Linked DNA regions of Mus musculus: region 1 is linked to region 2. Evidence: chromatin contacts called from public Hi-C data. All regions are on one chromosome and are shown on one strand. Each heading gives the region's core, a stretch centred on a gene start, on an enhancer-like site or on the middle of the called end of the contact. The rest is flanking DNA. Distances are from core to core; before and after follow the strand shown. Region 1 overlaps Diras2 (DIRAS family, GTP-binding RAS-like 2). Region 2 has its middle 46 kb from the start of Diras2.

Region 1 (7,340 bases), core at 4,496-6,995, 34 kb before region 2:
CCCCCCCCGTCCCTCCTCCATTATATAACCCTCTGCACACATACTGTATACAGGCATGCACATGCACACAAACTTTTTCTTTCTATACCATACAACCTCTGCACAAAACCATACACACACACACACACACACACACACACACACTAGCAGTCTTGTTCTTTTACACCCCCCCAATACTATATACATATATGCATATAGACAAGCGGCCCTCCACACTATGCACACAATGCTTTGGAACCCAGAGCTCCATGCTGAGTGGCTGCAGGCCTCCATTGGATTGCAAGTCTTACTGGATTCGCTGTCTGGACAGTGCCTGGGTATAACATTACATGACTGAAGCTTCTGCAACTAGTATCTTGTATGGTAGACAGTGCTTCTCCACAGATGACTTGTCTTGTTCAAAGCTGACCTCGTTTTTTCTGGTCCTGTGTCTTCTTTCTCCTCCTCCTCGTGCATTTACGCTCAGGTGAACTCGAGCTGAAGCACCCCGTTTTCATTAGGCAGCAAGTCACTGCTGCTGGGAATACACAGTCTTCCTTCATCCGGTGATGTGGCCACTGACAACACCCTCAGACTCTTGCTGAGTGTGTGCGAGTAGAGAGTAGCTGTGAATGCATGTTCGTGTCTGTGCTGGCGGGCATGCACGTGACAGTCGGCAGTCAAGTTCAGGTGTCATTCCTCAGGAGTTATATGCTTTGTTCTAGGAGACAGGGTCTCCCATTCAACCTGGGTCTGTTGATTCAGTGAGGCTGGCTGGCCTGTGAGCCCCAGGGATCTATCTCCCCAGGGATGCAATTACAAGAATTCCCCACAATACCATCACGCTGCATACGTGTGTGGATTCCAGGGCTAAGGCTCCGTTTCCTCAGGCCTGCACAGCATCCGCTTAACGACTTAACTTCACCTCTGCCCATCAATCACTAGTTGTTCTTGACCTCTGCACAGCACTAGCTGCTGCCGATGCCCCACTGTTTTCTGTCTTCACTCTGCACCTCCCTTGCTTCAGACCTTCTTTGTCCCTCTGTAGAGTGGTCAGGATCTCTTTGGCTATTCCTGAGATGTTGGTTGGGCCTTCTCTTGCTGCTGACAGTGTTCTCCCTATAGCATCAAAAAGGCTCCCACTACCTTCCTGTGCAAAACATCTGGCCTTGAACGAGATTAGACAGTGATCTTTCAACAGAGAGCCATTCGTGGGCCAGGGGACTAGCTCTGTTGTCTTGCTATGGTGGTAATGACATAGTCCCCTGCTATTGTAGCTCAGGGATCACCCAGGACTCACTCATGGGGCTGGAGAGATGGCTCTGCAATTAAAAGCATGCACTGTTCTTACAGATGACCCCAGCGTGTTTCCCAGCACTGACACGAGCAATTCACAACTGCCCATAACTCCAGTTCTAGGGGACTCTAACATTCCCTTCTGGCCTCCAAAGGTACCATTACTCATGTGCTCAGACATACAAATAATTTTTTAAAAAGAGGTATTAAAGGGGCTGGGGGTGGGGCACCCAGTTCACTAAAACACCTGTCACTACCACAGATTCATGAAAGGTGCCAGAGCAGGGACCATGGGGACTAGGGCAGAGTTCTGTGCCCAGGGATTGTTGCCCACAGCCAGCTGATTAATCCACCCTTCTCAGCTTGTTCTTTAGAAGCAGAGTGTAGATCCTTTCATGCCCCAAACAGACTGTTTGTACACACTTTCTGTGGGATGGCAATTCTCACCCCTTGGGGACCCAGCAGTAGCAATGAATAGAGCAGATAAAAAGCCCATGAACAGCTTTTATAAAGCATGGGTATAATCAAACTTCAAAACAGGGGAACTGTGCAGGAGGCCAGGAAGGCATGTGTGCTCCAGAGATGAGAAAGAGAAGGCCAAAGGCCATCAGGGGTAAGACTGGGCTGTAAAATGAGGCAGCTGGACCAGAGACATCCTCACTGAGAAAGCTGATCCATGAGCACAAGCCTGTAACCGACCAGGATGTGAGGCCCGTGGAAGTCTAGAGAAAGAGCAGTCTGAGTAGAGGGAACAGCCAGTAGGAGATTCCTGAGGCAGGAGTATGCTTGGTGTTATCAAGGGGGCAGTGGAAGCTTGTGTGGCTGGGAAGAAGTAAACTAGGAGCACAATGGTAGAAAATGGGTGTGTGTGGTGTACATAGTGTGTGTGTATGTGTGTGTGGTGTATATGTGTAGTGTATGTGTGAGTGGTGTATATGTGTAGTGTGTGTGTGTGTGTGTGTGTGTGTGTGTGCGGTGTGCATAGTGTGTGTGTATCTGTGTGTGTGATGTATATGTGTTGTGTATGTGTGGTGTGGGTGTGTGTGGTATGTATGTGTGTGTGGTGTATATGTGTAGTGTATGTGTGTGTGTTGTGTATATAGTGTGTACCTGTGTGTGGTGTGTGTGTATGTGTGTGTCGTGTAAGGCAAATCATCAGCTTGTACTTTCAAGACGACACCACAGGGGTTGGTTAAAGAGTGTAGCATAATGAATGTTCTGGAGCCCAAGAGCCACATGACACTGGCCATCTGGGTAACACCTTCTGAATGCCTGGTACCAGATCTGAGTGCTCACAGAGCCAGTAGCAGCAGTGGAGAGTGACCTGTGGGTGTGTCTGAGTATCTCCTGAAGGTGTTGCTAATGGGGTAGATGGGAGGCTTGTGGGCATCTGGGTATAAGGAAGACTCCAGGTTGCTCGTAGCAGGGAACTGGGAGGATCCTGTTGAAAGGAGCTGAGTGGTAGAGGATGCTGCAGGGGAGTCGGGAGTGGCTGTGTGGGAAGCTCGGCTTTGCTCGGGGAGGAGTCAAGGAAGCCATCCACGCCTCTGCCGCCTAGGGGAAAGGTCCTGGACACAGGTCGTGAGGTCTGTGGCTGTTGGTATAGGGGTGACATTAAAGTCAAGGGAACCTATGTGTTGGTGGAGTAGCTGTGAGCAACCAGGGCAGACACACAGCTCTGGACAAGCACACAGAGCTCTTCTCTTTCCTTCCCCAACCTGGCAGAGCTGTTCTAAGAATGGATTGGGATTGCTGGCATCTTATGGCGGGTGGGGGGTGGGGGGTGGAGATGGGGGTGCGGGTCTGGCTCCAGGCTTGCCCTGCACCTGCAGGGTCTTCAAGCTGGTTGTTTCAGTTTAAGTGGACCACTATGGCTTCCCTGTGTTAACCTGGTGGTTTCCCATTCTGTTCACGTTAAGACCTGATGGCTGGCCCACTCCCCCAAGTTTCCATAAGACCTGTCTGTTCCTGTTTGTGACTTTGCTGTCTGTCTTAGTTAGGGTTTTATCACTGTGAAGAGACGCCGAGGTCACAGAGACTCCTATAAAGGAAAACATTTCACTGGGGCTGGCTTATGACAGTTCAGAGGTTTAGTCCATTGTCATCACAGGGCAGGAGGTGTGTGTGTGGGGGGACGACGACATGGTGCTGGAGAGGAGCTGAGAATTCTACCTCTGGATCCCGCAAGAAGCAGGAAGAGGTTGCCATACTAGGCGTGGCTTGAGCATCTAAGACTCAAAGCCCGCCTCCAGTGACCACTTCCTCCAACAAGGCCACACCCACTCCAACAAGGTCATACCCCCCTAATTCTGCTGCTCCCAATGGGCCTATGGGGGAGGGGGGCATTTTCATTCAAGCCACACACTGACCTTGTGTGCTATAACCATGGGAGGGCTCCTCCTTGTATCCAGAGCCTGTAGTGCCAATGTCTGTGTCTGCTGCCCTGTGCTGGACAGCTCCCATCCCCCCCATAGGATGAGTGTTCTCTCTTGGAACATTGCTCAAACATCTCACTTACCCAGTCATACTGCAAGTTCTTCAAATGGAACGGGACACATTGCCTTGACATATCTTAACCGTGTGGCCCCACACTGATGGAAACCTTCCATTTGGAAGTGTTTTCTAACAATTGGATTTTCAAGTTTGTAATTGTGCCAATAGAGTTAAATCTGTCATTGTGGTTATCAGTTTATTTATTGTAAACCGTCTACTTATTTATTGTGTTTGCACTCTTGTGCATGCACAAGTCAAAGCACTATTTTTGGGGTGTTGGCTCTCCCCTACCATGTAGGGTTAAGGAATGAAACTCGGCTCTTAGTACTTGACAGTGGTAATGTTTATCTGCTGAGCAATCTCATTGAACCAGAAGGGAGATGTTTGTTCATTATATCCCCCATCTCTCTTTCTCTTTCCTTCCTCCCTTCTTTTCCTCCTTTTCTTCCTTTTTCTTTCCTCCTGCAAGCTCCAAGGACCTTCTCTGCCAGTGTTCTTACACAAGGCGGAATGGTGTCCTAACAAGAAACTGGGGAGGAGGATTCTCAACTGCACAGTCTCCCTTACCCATGCTTACAAACTTGAGAATCCATGGGGGCATTTTGCTCTTCAAGTTGCTTGAGAGAACAATGGGGATCTATAGATGCCTTGTGCCAGCCCTGCAGAGGATTTATACATGTATTTTTTGTCTATTTCATTTTCTTGAGACAGATAGTACAACACAGATTGGCTTTGAACTCCTGAATGTCCTACCTTTACCCACTTAGTACCAGAATCACAGATGTAAGCTACCACATTCTTTCTGTAACCACATTTAAACGATTTAAAAGACAGGAGTAAGCAAGATGGCTCAGAGATTAAAGATACTTCCTGCCAAACCCGATGACCTAAGTCCCATCCCAAGGGCCCAGAGAGTGAAGGAGAGAACTGACTCCCAAAAGTTGTCTTCCAATCCCCACATGAGCACCACAGCTCTCTCCCTCAGCATGCACAATAAATAAATAAATATTTAAAAACACAGAGGTGATATTGGTTTAAATAATATAGGTATAAAAATAAGGATGGAGGGTTATCATTTTAACATGTGATCAAGGTCAGAATCATGTGTGAGCTGTCCAAATCAAAAGCCTTCAAATCCAGTACTGCCTGGTTTGACAAAGCCCAGATGTGCTAGCTCCTAGTAGCTGGTGGCTACAATGCTTAAAAGCGTGAGCTGGCTTGGCTCGAAGTGCTGGGCCCAACAGTCCCCACTCCTCACCGTCATTAACCCAAAATAAAATTAGAGCTGCAAGAGAGGTGTGCATTTTCATTGGTCTTCTGGAGAAATTAGATTGGGGAAGCGGCTGTCAGACCAGATTAGATCTTCGCTGTTTATACCATGTAGTACAGACAACAGAGGAAGAGTGTCTGCTTGGCTAATATCAACACTTAACTGACATTTCTTGCTAAAGGATTAGAAAAAAAACCTTTTTGTATATGGTCTTCTATATTCTTACTGTGGGAGAATCTTCACAACATAAAATCTGCCACATTAACCATTTCCAAGTGCAGAGTCTGATTACATCAGTACAGCCATGTTGCCAACACACAGATCCCATACAAACCCCCATTCCACCCTGCAGGTCCTAAATTCCACCCATTCAACAGCTCCCATTAACCCCACAGCCCAGTTCAGTGTTCTGCCTCTGTGATTTTGAACATGGCTTACATCCTCACAGATGAGCCCCTAGGCTCCGTGTTTATGTTTTTCATGTTGGCGTGTGTGCATGTACGTACTGAAGACACCATATACCTCACGTTTTGACACTTGGTCTCCTAGTCTGGAACTCTTCAATTAGGCCAGGCTGGCTGGTTAGCAAACCCCATGTCTCTTCTATTTCCATTTCCTCAGTGCTGGGGGTCAGCTATCACATCTGGATTTTTTTTTTCTAAGTGTGTGTTGGGAATGCTCCAGTGGGCCATCCCCTCAGCTTCAGCATCTTTTGGCAACTAGCTTAGCTCATCTTACTCACACTGTCTTCTAGGTTGGTGTGTGATGTTGGAATTTTTTCCCCCAACCCCGACCCAGGCTGAAAGATGCACCTTCTCCTGCATATATTCCATCTTGTTTATCCCTTCATTTGCCTGTGGGATTTGAAGGGCTCCCAGCTCTTGTGAATAATGGTGGCTGTGAGTTCTTGAGGGCCAGCAATCTGCTGGTGGCCCATGTTCTGGGAAGCAGAGTTGCTGAATCATCTAGTAATTCTATATTTAGCTCTCTCCAAAGAGGCGGCGCCATAGTTTACCTCTGCCATCATAGGAAAGCATTCCTGCTTTTCTACATCATTTGTTACTATCCTGTTTTAAAATGATCTCTCTCTCTCTCTCTCTCTCTCTCTCTCTCTCTCTCTCTCTCTCTTCTGTATGTGAGTGTTTGAGTATATGTGTGTGTGTGTGTGTGTGTGTGTGAGTGTGTGTGCCCATGGGAGTTGGGGGGGATGTTAAGGCTACTTTGAGCTATCTAACTCAGACACAAGGAACTGAATTTATGTTCTTTGGAAGAGCAGCAAACACTCTTAAGTGCTGAGCCATCTCTTCGGCCCTCATCTATGATCTTATTTTGTTTTGAACAGTTATCTTGAGTGAGTATAAAGCAATCCTTCACTGGGCTTTGGGTTTCCGTGTCTAATGGCTGGCGTCAGACCCTTTAAAGCGGGTGCACTTTAGAGAAATGTCTGTGGAGATTCCTTGTTGGTGCTCTGTCTGCTCATCTTTTGCCTTCTCAGTTGTAGATGTTCTTTCTATATTGAGGGTCCAAATCCTTCTGAGACTGTACATTGGCCCCTCTTCTCTGGACCCCCCTCACTTTCTCAGTGAAAATCCTTTGCTGGGCAAAAGGGTTGAATGAAACCTAACTTATCTACTTATGTGGGATGGTGAGGGGTCTTAAGTGCTTCAAAACAACCTCAAAAACAGAGAATAAACTTGGAGGTCTCATACTACCATTCACAAAGTTACCCCAGAGTTACAAAATTCAAAGCAGTGTGGCACTAGCATATGTCTATCTAACTATCATCTATCTATCTATCTATCTATCTATCTATCTATCTATGAAAGTATAATGTGGGGTCGGGTGGGTGTGGTGTACCACTTTTCTGGGACTAGCTCCAAAAATCCCAGCATTTGGAAGGCTGAGTTTGAGGCCAGCCTGGGCTGCACAAGATCCTCTGTCCATATTCTAATATAACAAAGAATGGCTTACTTGGAAAATTCATAGATGTGTTTTTAAATTTCCTGTGAAACCACCCCTTTTCCATGTTGTAATATCAATCATAGCCACTGTTCACTTACCTTTCATGAATAGTTCAGTTGGGCTCTGAAGGGTCAATATTTTGGAAACATTTAAAGGAAACAACAAACTCAGTGTAGGATGCCTTTAGTTCTGGTACTCAGGAGGCAGAGGAAAGCAGATCTCTGTGCATTTGAAGCCAGCCTGGTTTGCATAGTGTTTCTCAGGCCAGCTACATTTCTAGACAAGGGTCTGGAAAGGCTACATAGTGAGACCCTGCCTTGAATGAGATAACTAGAAAGGG
Region 2 (7,531 bases), core at 4,911-7,410:
ACAAAGGCCTAACTCATTAGTATCCATAGCTCTGGGGAAATCTCTAATCTTGCTTGTCTTGCTTCTATAGTTCTGGTACTGGCTAACTGTTCTTGCTAACTGAAGTATGTCAGCCCAAGATAGGATTTTTGGGTTTTAAAGCTCACCTGAGAAATTCTCAGGGCTACATTGGGATTCCAGACAAACCAGTATAGTCACTGGCTGGCTAATAAAGATTTTTCTATTGGCATAAGCTGGTGTCTGAGTAGTCTTCTTTGGTGAGTAGCCCACAGCACAGCAAAGATTCAGTTACAAGTATAAGGTTCTATGATTTGAGAGTATTCTGAACAGCTCGAACGAATGACATTTCAAGATAATAGTTGTCTTGTGTGTTGCACAGTATCCTGTGAACTCTGAGAGGTTCTGTGGTAAATAAATACTGTTAAAAAAAAAAAACAAACCAAGCTAGGCGGTGGTAGCACGTGCCTTTTATCCCAGAACTTGGGAGGCAGAGACAGGTGGATTTCTGAGTTTGAGACCAGCCTGGTCTACAGAGTGAGTTCCAGGACAGCCAGGGCTACACAGAGAAACCCTGTCTGGAAAAACTGAACCAAACCAAACCAAACAACAACAACAAACAAAAGAAAACAAACCAGAAGTGGTGCGTCCCATGCTCGCAGTGAAGTACTACTGACTGACAGCTTAATTACAGCTTTATTATTTACCATTCATTTGGCTCCTACAGAGTATATATTCCTTTAGGGAATACAAAAAAATTATGTTCTAATTAAAGAATAATTATCCATCAAAGATGGAAGATCAGAGGCCATAGACTTCCACTCATCACAGCTATAAGCTCAGGAAACTACTTCAGACTCACACAAGGGGACACAGGTGCAGGCACACACAAATGCACACAAATGAATAAATACATACAAAATTAAAAAAAAATCAGGCGCAGGGTGTGGTAGTGTGCATCTGTAATCACAGCCCTCAGGAGACAGGCAGGGAAGGAGATCATTGTGGAAAGCCTTTTGTGGTACCACTGGGCAGGAGTTTGACATTGGCTAAGGACAAAGAAGTGGGCTTCAGACAGAAATCTGACATTGGCCTAGGACATGGAAGTAAGCTCAGGCAGGAATCTGACATTAGGGCAAGATAAGGCAAGAATCTAACTTTAGGCTGTGATTGGGAAGTAGGATAAGGCAGGAATTTTAGTGTTAGGGTGGAACTAGGACTCAGGCAAGATTTTTGGGCATGGATGAGGAAGTGGGCTCAAGTATTTCGGTCATTATGATAAGCCCTTTTTAACAACTATCATAGGAATAATCAAGGGACTTCGCTTGCTGCTTTGTTAGCAGTTCCTTATTGTATTGCTTGCCCAAAATACTTGCATGTAATTAAAATGGTATAAAAGGTGGGTTGGAAAATAAAAATTTGCCTTCAGTCTCAGAATTGACTGGGGTCACGCTACAATGTTGTCTAACTGTCCTTTTTCTTTTTAATCATCTCTCCCACGCTGAAGAACCTGTTGACTGACTGAATGGGCTTGGTCAGATCATCAAAAGTTCAAGACCATCCTTGTCTACATAGTGAGTTCTAAGGCATCTAGGACTACGCAGTGAGACCTTGCCTCACAAACTGAAAACACAAATAATACAAAGAAACTAGACAATTGACGTTCACAATTTGCTCAGGATGATCATAGATGGACTTGGGCTCTTGTCCTCTGGTGACTGTCACTTGTGTCCCACTGGGGAAGAAAGGAGGGAGCCCAGAAACATTGAAAGTAATAGAAGAGAAAGTGGGGAAGAGCCTCGAACACATGAGCACAGGGGGAAAGTTCCTGAACAGAACACCAACGGCTTATGCTCTAAGACCAACAACTGACAAATGGGACCTCATAAAATTGCAAAGCTTCTGTTAGCAAAGGATGCTGTCAATAGGACAAAACGGCAACTAACAGGTTGGGAAAAGATCTTCACCAATCCTTCATCTGATAGAGGGCTAATATCCAATATATACAAAGAACTCAAGAAGTAGATTTGAGAGAACCAAATAACCCTATTTTAAAATGGGATACAGAGCTAAACAATGAATTCTCAACTGAAGAATACTGAATTGCTGAGAAGCACCTAAAGAAATGTTCAACATCCTTAATCATCAGAGAAATGCAAATCAAAGCAACCTAAGATTCCACCTCACACCAGTCAGAATGGCTAAGATCAAAAACTCAGGTGACAGCAGATGCTGGTGAGGATGTGGAGAAAGAGGAACACCCCTCCATTGCTGGTGGGATTACAAACTGGTACAACCACTCTGGAAATCAGTCTGGTGGTTTTTCAGAAAATTGGACATAGTACTACCTGATAACCCAGCAATACCACTCCTGGGCATATACCCAGAAGATGCTCCAACATGTAATAAGGACACATGCTCCATTATGTTCATAGCAGCCTTATTATAATAGCCAGAAGCTGGAAAGAACCCAGATGCCCTTCAACAGAGGAATGGATACAGAAAATGTGTTACATTTACATAATGGAGTTCTACTCAGCTATTAAAAACAATGACTTCATGAAATTCTTAGGCAAATGATTTCTAGTTCCATTGAACTAGAAAATATCATCCTGAGTGAGGTAACCTAGTCACAAAAAAACCACATATGGTATGTACCCACTGATAAGTGGATATTAGCCCAAAAGCTCGGAATACCCAAGATACAATTCACAGACCCCAATGAAACTCAAGAAGAAGGAAGACCAAAGTGTGGATGGTTCTGTCCTTAAGAAAGGGGAACAAAATACTCACAGGAGGAAACATGGAGACAAAGTGTGGAGCAGAGACTGAAGGAAAGATCACCCAGAGACTGCCCCATCTGGGGATCCATCCCATGTACAGACACCAAACCTAGACACTATTGTGGATGCCAAGAAATTCATGCTGACAAGAGCCTGATATAGCTGTCTCCTGAGAGGCTCTGCCTGCAATCAACCAGCCTTTGGACTGAGCACAGGATCCCTGATGGAGGAGTTAGAGAAAGGACCATAGTAGTTGAAGGGGTTTGTATCCCCACAGGAAGAACAACAATATCAGTCAACCAGACCCCCAGAGCTCCTAGGGACTAAACCACCAACCAAAGATTACACAAGGAGCAAACCTTGGCTCCAGCCACATATGTAGCAGAGGATGGCCTTGTTGGGCATCAGTAGAAGGAGAGGCCCTTGGTCCTGTGAAGGCTCGATGCCTCAGTGTAGGGGAATGCCAGGGTGGGGAGTCAGGAGTGGGTGAGTGGGTGGGGGAGCACCCTCATAGAAGCATGGGTACGGGGATGGGATAGGAGGTTTCCAAAGGAGAAACTGAGAAAGGGGATAACATTTGAAATGTAAATAAATAAAATACCCAATGAAAGAAAAAGAGGGGGGAGGGGGAGAGGGGGAGGGAGAGAGGAAGAGGGAGAGAGAGAGAAGGGAGCTGAGCACTCCTCAACTGTGGGCTGTGGTGGCAGGAGATTCTTCTCATACTCTCAGATTTCTACAGACACTGAAAGATGCAGAGAATTGGGTAGGACTGTGAGGACCTGTCCCACTTCTCCCCATACCCAGGACCCTACAGACATATTTGAGACCAAGAGCCAATGACTTTTCCCTGTCTTCCGTTCAGATTTGCAGCCCAATTCCAGCTCATGCAATTGGAGCAGCCAAAGGGACACTCTACATCATGCCCCAAGATTTAACAATGAAACGATTTTTAAAATTCTGGCTCCTTTGAAAATGTCATTTCCTCTAAGGCTCAATAGTCCTTTGAGCTCTGTGCTTACAGCAGGTCTCAGCTATCTTATCAGTGTCTTTCCTTTCTGGTTGCTAAGTCTCCTTTCTTTGCTATTTTCTTAGTCCCATATCTCTCTTGTCCAAACTGGCTAAAGTCCTCTAGAGGATACCACCACACAAAGGGCTTGTGTGAACACAAGAGGTGTTTAACTGGGCCTTTGTCACTAAGGCCAATTGCTTTATTTAACGGGATGTTCCGGTCTTGTTTCCCACATTTTGCAGGATTCCTTTTGGAGAACGGTTATTCACTTTTTTCTCCAGGGTTCCAAAGAACTAAAAAAATTTAATTTCTTTTTATTAAGACCTGGTCAAACTTTTCCAACGTTCATTACTACCCGGCTATAATCCTGTTAAGCCCAGAAAGTTAACAGGTAACTTTGTCACAGAGAGCCTTCTGAGGCCCTGTTCTGGAGCTCTGAATGGGGCCAATGATTTTGGAGGAGCGGTGCCTGCAAGGGTCACCCTGGACTTGCTCGGAATCTGTGAGTTGGGATTCATTTCCTCTTAACCTGATGAGTGGGATTTAGCTGAGTGCCAGGGAGGCAAGAGAAGCTGGGATGTCTAAAGTAGACCCTCACTCAGGAAGAAGAAATATATTCAAATCCTGTATAGTATCATACGTGCCCTCTTGGGCCAACTTGACCTAGTTCTTGTGCACCGTAGATGTCCTACATTCTTGGCACACCCAACACGCTGGGGTCTCTAATACAGCTGCAGATTTACCTACACAGCTGCATACACAGCTGTCTCACATATTCCGTACGTACCTACCCTCCTATACATTTCTTGGCCTCTGGATTTTATTTTTTGTCCCCCAAAACTCCTGTTCCAAGACAGTGCCACATGGCTAATGTTCTGGTATGCTGATAGTTCAAGCAGAAGCTGGACCCACCAAGATGGCCATTACAAATGCCAGTGTAGCTGAATCTGGGCAAACATGTCTTTAGGCTGCGCTGTCTGAGCATCGCTCCCCAGAACCATCTCTCCTATTTTTCCAGTGTAAATCATGTGCTTTCTCTTTCATGGCACCTGTTTCTTTAACAATAAGAAGTGCTTTGTCTACAGCTTTTAATGTGTATGTCCTTTTTCCTCACCAAACTGTACATTTCCCCTATTTGTCTTCTCTTCTTTCTGCTCTGAATTATCACTATAATTCTGGATAAATGCATCAAGTAGCAACCATGTTGCAGCTTGGCTACCATGCTCTCATAAAATTTCCCTTGATAAATAAGCTGGTCTGGTTGGTCTATTGCTTCTATATTTAACATCACTTAAATTTTCAGCACATGGGCATCATGTTGACAGTTTTGTTTGTTTATTTGTTTTGTTTTGTTTTGCAGGAGGGTTACATATATGAATGACAACTAGTCCAATCCCTGATTGAGTCTTTGTTCTTGTCTGAAGCCTCCTGAGTAAGCTCTATTTTTTTTCTTGCCTTTCTTTTGTTTTCTTTTCTCTGGAGTAGTATGTGTGGCATGTGTGAATGCCTGTATATATGGGATGTGTGCGTGTGGAGCCCTGAGGCTGACATCAAGTGTCTTCCTTGGTCATTCCTTGCCTTTACTCTCAGTGTTTCCATCAGCAGCTTGGCTTTCTTCTTACCACCATGTCCCTCAACCATGTTCTGATTACTGTCATCTAGGGTTGCTCTGGCTCTTGCCGCCTCCTCCTCCTCCTCCTCTTCTTCCTCCTCCTCCTCTCCCTCTTCCTCCCCACCCCTTCTCCCTCTTCCATCTACTTTTCTTTATATTCTTCTGAGTCAGTCTCATAACCCAGCCCGACCTCGAGCTTGCTGTTCATTCATCCCAGCCCCCTTAATGCTGGAATTACAAGTGTGCACTTGCACACCTAGTTCATTTTCTTGTTCTTCACTCTCATTCAATTTAAAAGAAATAATAGCCCTTGGTCTATACCTTTCCAGATGCCATAGAAAAATAGCATCAACTTGAATTGTATTCTTTCTTCATCTTAAATTGAATCTCTGCCAGTCTGGCTCCTAAATGGCTCTTGGTGGCCAGATAATACCTTTTGATATTCACTCCCATTGCGGTCTCTTTCACCTGAGTTGGTCTGGTTGGTCTCATTCAGATGGACAGACAAGGGCAGAAGTGATAGGATGCCACTTCCAGATTAGCATATAATTGGTTTTGTTCTCCCATATTCTCCCTAGGTAAGCCTGCTGTACCTTGCAGAGAGGCATCTTCGACTCAGGACCGAGGTTGTGACCCTGCAGGCTAGCTAGGTTACCCACTCTGACCAACAGCTCCACTGTATCTTCACAGGGAACCATGGGCCAGGGGGATCCTGCTGGTTCATGGCTGGATTCCTGACTCATAGAAATGAAAGGCTAACAAATGGTTGTTTAGATTGCTCAGTGTTGAGTAATTGGCTCTGTGGCAATTAGTCTTCTCTTAGTCACCAGCCATGTGTCACTGGGATGCAATAGCTGGCACAGACTGATGGTGAAGCAAAATGAAAGTTTGGCTCAGGGTTCTAGAGTTTTAAGTCCAAGATTAGGTAATTCCATTAGTCCCTTTAGGTCTTCTGGTAAAGACCATTGTCTTAGTTAGGGTTTTACTGCTGTGAACAGACATCACAGCCAAGACAATGCTTATAATGACAACATTTAATTGGGGCTGGCTTACAGGTTCAGAGGTTCAGTCCATTATCATCAAGACAGGAAGCATGCAGCACTCAGGCAGGCATTGTGCGGGAGAAACTGAGAGTTCTACATCTCCATCTGAAGGCCTCTAGGAGAAGACTGGCTCCCAAGTGGTTAGGAGGAGGGATTCATTGCCTACCCCCACAGTGACACACTTCTTCCAACAAGACCACATTTACTCCAACAAGAGAAATGCCCCCTTGTAATGTCACTCCCTAGACCAAGCATATTCACACCGCTATAACCATGTATCCAAACCACACACCGAGATAATCTCTCTGTGCTGGTTAGTCAATTGGCACAGCTAGAGTCAATGAGAAGAAAGTTTGATGAGGAATTATCAAGTTCAGGTTTGCCTGTGGGCATGTCTGTGGTGGTGGAGGATTGTCTTGACATCTGATTGATGTAGAAAGTCTCAGGCTGCTTTGGGTTGCACCAATCCCTAAGCAGTGGGGTCTAGAACAGTGTAAGAGAGAAGAAAGCTATCTGAGAGCAAGTAAAAGAGAGATGCATGCATCTCTCTTCTTTTGACCATGGACACTAAGCTTTGAGTTCTTGCCTTTAATTTCCCCCCAAAATAGTGAATATAACCCAGAATTATACCAAATAACCTTTTTCTCTCCTAAATTGTTTTTTGTTGGGGGTATTTTATCAGAGTAATGGACATCAAACTAAGGCCCTCTCTATTCCATGATCCTTAGTCACACCCACAAAGTCCCTTTACCACATGGACCAATGCATCTCCTGAATCCAGGATTAACATGTAGACCTCTTTGAGCATCATTATTCTGCCTTTTTCCAGGGCAAATTCTTGGAACCCAGCACCATAAGCTGTGTATTTGATGTCTGGTTTCCCCCTTGGACTGTGTTGTTACCAACTCATACTGGACACCGATGAGCTTCCAAATTTTCATCTATAAAACAGAGATGACATAAAAAAAAATGATTCTGTCTCTTTTCACAGGTTGACGGGACATGATAAAAAGTTTGTAGAACCTCAGTTAAAGTTCCCCCCAATGTAAATAAATACATAAAACTGTGGCACTCTGATGATAACATA

What was found. Hi-C and Micro-C count contacts between places; a contact is called where the count stands out from the background.
Region 1: a Hi-C map of the N1E-115 cell line shows a contact between it and region 2, with 1.8 times the contacts expected there. The contact joins two enhancer-like sites. A contact is called at or near these places in 7 of 39 promoter capture datasets (the 3T3-L1 cell line, the HPC-7 cell line, HPC-7-derived erythroid cells and 4 more), 12 of 484 Hi-C or Micro-C datasets (B cells, the C2C12 cell line, ECoMG-derived neutrophils and 8 more) and 2 of 115 datasets of contacts at active chromatin or transcription factors (embryonic fibroblasts and embryonic stem cells).

Annotation. Positions count from the first base shown.
Region 1 is chr13:52,514,901-52,522,240 of GRCm38.p6, reverse strand. All of the region lies in intron 1 of Diras2 (DIRAS family, GTP-binding RAS-like 2), which reads left to right. Among named protein-coding and RNA genes, the nearest start is that of Diras2, 12 kb to the left of the region's middle. Within about 2 kb of position 5,745, at least 6 of the 459 cell types and tissues checked have an H3K27ac peak or open chromatin away from gene starts, as enhancers often do. A contact at or near this core is called in the N1E-115 cell line, where this site is marked.
Region 2 is chr13:52,480,625-52,488,155 of GRCm38.p6, reverse strand. No RefSeq gene overlaps it. Among named protein-coding and RNA genes, the nearest start is that of Diras2, 46 kb to the left of the region's middle. Within about 2 kb of position 6,160, at least 38 of the 459 cell types and tissues checked have an H3K27ac peak or open chromatin away from gene starts, as enhancers often do. A contact at or near this core is called in the N1E-115 cell line, where this site is marked.